Regions from separate parts of the Sus scrofa genome. Here region 2 is linked to region 1. Evidence: chromatin contacts called from public HiChIP or PLAC-seq data. All regions are on one chromosome and are shown on one strand. Each heading gives the region's core, a stretch centred on a gene start, on an enhancer-like site or on the middle of the called end of the contact. The rest is flanking DNA. Distances are from core to core; before and after follow the strand shown. Region 1 has its middle 79 kb from the start of UBE2V2. Region 2 holds the start of UBE2V2 (ubiquitin conjugating enzyme E2 V2).

Evidence for each region. HiChIP or PLAC-seq counts read pairs in DNA pulled down with a chosen protein or histone mark.
Region 2: an H3K27ac HiChIP or PLAC-seq map of skeletal muscle shows a contact between it and region 1. The contact joins the promoter of UBE2V2 here to the enhancer-like site in region 1. A contact is called at or near these places in 4 of 47 Hi-C or Micro-C datasets (embryonic fibroblasts, heart right ventricle, liver and 1 more) and 2 of 2 datasets of contacts at active chromatin or transcription factors (alveolar macrophages and skeletal muscle).

What each region holds. Positions count from the first base shown.
Region 1 is chr4:79,571,863-79,574,562 of Sscrofa11.1, reverse strand. No RefSeq gene overlaps it. Among named protein-coding and RNA genes, the nearest start is that of UBE2V2, 79 kb to the left of the region's middle. Within about 2 kb of position 1,257, at least 23 of the 83 cell types and tissues checked have an H3K27ac peak or open chromatin away from gene starts, as enhancers often do. A contact at or near this core is called in skeletal muscle, where this site is marked.
Region 2 is chr4:79,651,091-79,653,875 of Sscrofa11.1, reverse strand. UBE2V2 (ubiquitin conjugating enzyme E2 V2) reads left to right here and starts at 1,374. Exons shown (of 4, transcript NM_001243391.1): 1 at 1,374-1,444. The coding sequence starts at 1,429.

The DNA.
Region 1 (2,700 bases), core at 8-2,507:
CTTTGGTTTTGGTGCTTCCTCTGACGTTGGTCCATGGGGGCAGGAGGGCACGTCCCTTTTCTTGCCAGGTAGGTGGAGTCCTGGGTCCCCACTCAGGCTCCCTTGACCCCCAGGGGGCTCCTCACTGCTCTGGGTGAGCATGTTGGGAGTCCCCATTCCCCTGGGGCTTCATGGGGGTGTCCCTGGCTGTGAGGGTAGGACTGCCCCCCACGTACCCTGCACTGACATCATGGCAGGGGCAGCCCCGTTACTGCTGGGATGTGGTGAAAATCCCACTGTCCCCACGGCCTTCTCAGCCACCACCCAGCGGCAGATGGGGTGGCGCCGAGACTCCGTGGGGGTGGAAGTCCAAGCCCCACGTGTCTCCACCAACAGCAACATGGGGCTGTGATCCTGGGGCAGCTCCTGCTGCCTGGAGTGGGTGCAGGCTCCTGGCTCAGCCTTTGTGGGCCTGGTGTGGGGCAGGGCTGCAGCTTTTCTTGTGGGGTTTGGCTGGAGCACAGTGGTTCTTTTCAGAAAGTTCTCTTTCTTGCTGGGCTGCCCTTTTCCTGGTCCTCTGCCCAGAGGACTTCTTTGTCTGTGCCGTTGGCGTTGCCATCTCCCAGTCTCTGACGGAATGGGGCAGAAAGCAAGTCCTGGGACTCTGCAGTGTCCTCGTCAGGCTCTGAGGTCGCCGGCCAGTCTGGCCTCTCCTCTCTGCGCTCAGTGTTGTGTGTTTGATGCCTAGTGTTTCAGGTGTACTTAGGGGAGCAGAAGAGGAAGGCAGACCTCCTCCCTTTTCCCAGATGCAGACGTCCTGTGGTTAACTTTTAAATGTCTTTGCCAAAGAACAGACACAGCAAGTGGGGAGCAGGAAGTCTGGGCTTTGTATGCAAATTCACCATCACATCCGTTCAGATCCATCTCCAGAGAGGACTCCGATTCCTTTCCTGCTGGCGGAGCTCAGGAGCTGACTTCTCTGGGTGGAGGTACTTACTTTCCACAGACCGCATTTATGTTGGGTTATTCCTGGAGCCTTGCATTGAATTTCACAGGGAGCGCCAAGGTGGGCAAAAGCCAGGACAGATGCTGCTGCAGAGGGTGGGGACTTTCTGGGGCTCTGGGAGGGCAGCGTCTGAGCGCTGAGCATGAAGACTTCACAGTTCACACCATCAGGCAGACGGGCTTAAGTGGCTGTAGCTGGAAGGGATGCATCCGTGCATATTTCCTGCGGCACCTCGTCTGGGGCAGTTAATCTTTGCCTGCTCAAAGCAGAAAGCAGTCCTTGCTGGCAGACCAGCTCAGTTTTCAGGGAATCACTATAGTGACAAACGCTGTTACCGAGTATACAGCGGAAAGCGATTAGTGAGTGCCGGCTGCTGATGAAGTGTGGCGAGATTTCCCACGGAAAGGGGAGGGGTGTGAGGCCCAGGGCACCCGCGCACGTCCCTGGTAACAAGGGCTGGCCACCTCTGGAGCCAGTCTTTCCGTTTGCGTGTTGCTTCTAACTAGGGATGGAAATGGAAACTCTTTTGGGATCCAAACCCTGGACAGTTTAGGACTTCAGAATTCATACAAGGAAGACTAAGAGCTGATTAGAGTAACCTTGGACATAGATTATTTTAGAATTCACAGGTCCACCTGACCTGGAACAAATAGTCTGCTTCAAACTGCAGGCTACTCTAAATAGCAATTGTCACATGCTGTCAGTCACGAACTGACACTTGGCAAAAGCGTCCCTTGAACCCCAGTCCCAGCTGGCTCTGCTCATTGGTGACACTGAACGTGGGTTCTGGGACCACAGGCTACTCTGAGGTTCTAGGTGTGGCCCAGGGTTTGATGGGAGTAGGAGCCCAGTAACGCTTATGAAGTGAGTTGGCCAGGCTGACTACTTGTTCCATGTCCCGAATCAATAGGAAGGTTAGGGTCTGTTTGTATTTGGCTCTTGAAGTTGGTTGGCCTTCAGATGAGCAAAGACGTTTATTCCAGTTCAGGGTTCTAGGTTTACTTTGCAAATGTGATCTGAGCTTTGGAAGTGACTTTGTGTTAATGTGGGACCTGATTTGGGATGTGGGCTTGGTCTTGGAAAATATCAAACCATTCTCTAATATTAAACACATCCCATATATGTGTCACTATGCCCCTTGGTCACTGCCGGCTGTTAGTCCATTCATGGGGACACTGGGGACTGCGTTATGTGTCGTTTTAGCAGCTCCTTGTGTCATAGCGCCCTGTGGTTCTGGTTCAGTTGTGTATGTGGAATCAGTGCCTCTCTTTCTGCGTCAGTTAGAACTGGGCCCAACCTCACTGACTCAACCCCACAGAGGGGTACGAATGTGGTCTGCAGGCTGCCCCTGGCTGGCAAAGGATCAGGGCTGGTGTGGTGTGTTTTTAACCGGGCGCATTGCTGCCTCCAACGAAGTGGGATTGTGTCGATGAAAAGGAAAGGAGGATGGTACCCGGCTGACAGTCTGCACGGTCACGTCCACCATTCCCCAGGCTGGATACCTTTCTTACGGCTTCTTTACACGAAGGCGGTCAGGGTGCATTTGGGGCAGGGGTCCTGGGGGGTGTCTTGGACTTTGCTTTTCTGGTCAACCAAGATGGGAACATGAGTTTGCCCAGCTGAATGTCAACATCAGACAGAAGGAAAGGTCCTGGCAGTATGAATTCTTAGAGAAACAGGAACCACTACAGTAGATGTTGCAGCTCAGCTCACAG
Region 2 (2,785 bases), core at 125-2,624, 79 kb before region 1:
GGGTGAGAAATAAGGGTGCAGGGTGGAAAGAAGTGGCCCCTCTGACTAGAAAATAGTGGCGTAGCATTAAGGATCTAGTGGCATTGTTACTGCAGCAGTGCAGGTTTCATTCCTGGCCTGGGAACTTCCACACATGCTGCAGGTTTGGCCAAAAATATTGCCTGCCATATCAGTAAACAAAGGATGTCATAGCCATCAGGCCACCACATTGGGAATTCAGCCCAGGGAGCGCTGCAGCCACCACCAAGGCTGCATCCTGAGGGCGCGGGATACTAAGGGCACAAGGTAGCTAAGGTGTTCGTCAAAGGAATATTTCAATGCCAGACTCTGCACCTTTCCATAGACAAAAAAGCGTGAAATTCTTTAATTTGGGATGTCTGTTCTTCAACAGTAATGTTCTGATGCTCAGACTTTCTAGTCTTTGCTACACTCCCCCCACTTCCAAGCAGTCCCTCACAGTGATCTGAGTCTCGGCTCCCGCGCTCCAAGTCCTCAGAATGTCTGCCAAACAAAACCTAACTCTCAGCTTTCAGGCTGTGCGTTTTTTTCAGTCAGCACCACCCAACAAGAACCACCTCGCCTTGTGCATAGCAAGTACCACTAAGGCAGGACTTGGGACGAGCTCCCCGGCCCCGCCCGGTCGGGGATACCAGCGCGGGGGGTGCGGGACTCCGTCCGCGCCCCTTCTGCGGGTAGCAGGGTGCACGCACCCCGGGACCTCGCAGCCCTCGGGGGTCGCCGGCAGTCCTACGCGGGGCCGGCTTGGCGCCACCACCCGAGTCTGTGCGCGTCCCCGCGGCCGCCGCCAACAGTGGGGGCACGTTCGCAGCGAGGCTCTTCTGTGACTCGGAAGCTCTTTTACACTTTTGGGGAGAATTTTCTAGACTTGGACGTAGATCTTAATCATTGCCTCCACCAACTCATATCGCAAAAGAAAATACGAATAAGGTAGCTTAATTTTAAGGGTTCTTTAAACTTCCGATCCGCTTCTTGAATTATTTCCACAGAAAACGACCCGTCGGGACCAGCCTTCCTCCCACAACCCCTCCGTTCAACTCTCAGAGCCGCGTCCTTCCCCATCAGGGGGCCCTCGGCGGCGCTCCGCCCCCCGGCTCGACGCACGCCCGTGACGTCACGCCGGCGAGGGTTCTCCGAAGCGCGAGCCCTTCCCGGAGCGTTCTTGCCTCGCGCTTCGCTCTCTCTTACGGTGACTGACTCGAGAGTGTTCCGTCAACTTCTTCTGTCACATTTCTCTGAAGTAGTTGCAGCGCTTCGGGAACCCGGAAACCGCGGGGCGGGTCCGTGGTGACGCACCGGAAGCCGCGGGGCGGGACCCTGCAGTCGGAAGCCGCAGGGCGGGCAGTGGCGCTCCCGGAAGTGGCGCGGTCTTCGCGTGCGTGAGGGCGGTGCGTCGGGCTGCAGGAGAAGATGGCGGTCTCCACAGGTCTGTTCCCGGCCGGGCCGCTTGCTTTTCCACCCCGACCCGAGCTGCGCCTCCGCCTGCTGCCGGCTATCGGCCTGGCCATGCGGAGAAGCAGGAGCGCGGCCCCTTGGCGGCTGCGTTCCCCGTGAAGCGCACTGGGAACAGGGAGGGTCGGGGCTGCTGTCGGGGCGGCGGTCGTGCCCGCGCGTCGGCTGCGCGCCCTAGAGCTGGGCTGGGCCCTGCTTGGTCTGGGGTCCTGCAGGCGTTGCTGGGTCAGGCAGGCGGGGGCTCGCGGACTGTGAGAGAGCGAGCAGGGGTGCCCAGGGTGGGCTACCTCCACCTGGGCGCGGGAGGGCTCGCTTGGGGGTCCAGGCTGAAGCGAGTCTGATTCCTGACTCGCCTTGACGTGGGCGGAGGACGGGGCCGTCTCCTAACTGACCGCAGGTGTGTTATCTTTCATTTGAGTGAAAAACTGTGGTGCAAACTAAGTAAAAGCAAGGAGTGAGGTGAACGCTAACTGAAGAAAAAGCAATTTCTTAGATTAGCTATTCAACTCCTTTCTTGCACTTAATACAGTTTTGTTTTCTATGAGCACAGACTTTGAAATTAAGTATTACCACTAAGATTTTAGACATTTGACTATTAAATGTTAAAGTCAAAATGTTAGGCTTTATTACTTAAAAATATTAATGCGTATGATCTTTAATTTTTCTAATCATACCCATTAATACAAACTAGTTTTGCATTTCATGTCATCATTATATAATAAAACGAATTTTCAAGTCTACATACTAAAGTGGAAGGCATCAGTGTATGTTGTGATGGGTAGTCTCAAGGTAATACCATTCTACATTCATTTCAGTGAGAAGTTGTGTCTTTTTAATGTCTCATCTTGACTACGTGCAGGCGTCACGATAAGATGTTTAGTTTTGGTGTTGGGGAACTGTTTCAGTAGACTGATGAGAGATGAGATGAGAACTAAGTAATAAAGCATGGGTGATTTAAAAGTGATATTTTAGTGTTAAAACTTTATAATTACTGCCCTTTCCATTTGAAATCCTGCGTGCTTGTTAGTGGGGCTGTGTTTATGAGATGTGCTTAGTATTTATAGGTTCTTGAAAACTTAGTAATAAAATGATTTATTTTCATTCGATTGATAGTTTTCACTTTGTGGATTTCATTTTTTACTTAAACACAATCCCCCCCACACACACTGTACATATGAGAGAGTGTGGAAATATTTTGAAAAGACCAATGGTTATATTAATGACAGGTACTTTTTATTAACCACATTTAATCATTTGGGGGAGTTGTAAGGAAATTGCCGTGAGATTATTTGCATATTTGTTATATATTGGAATG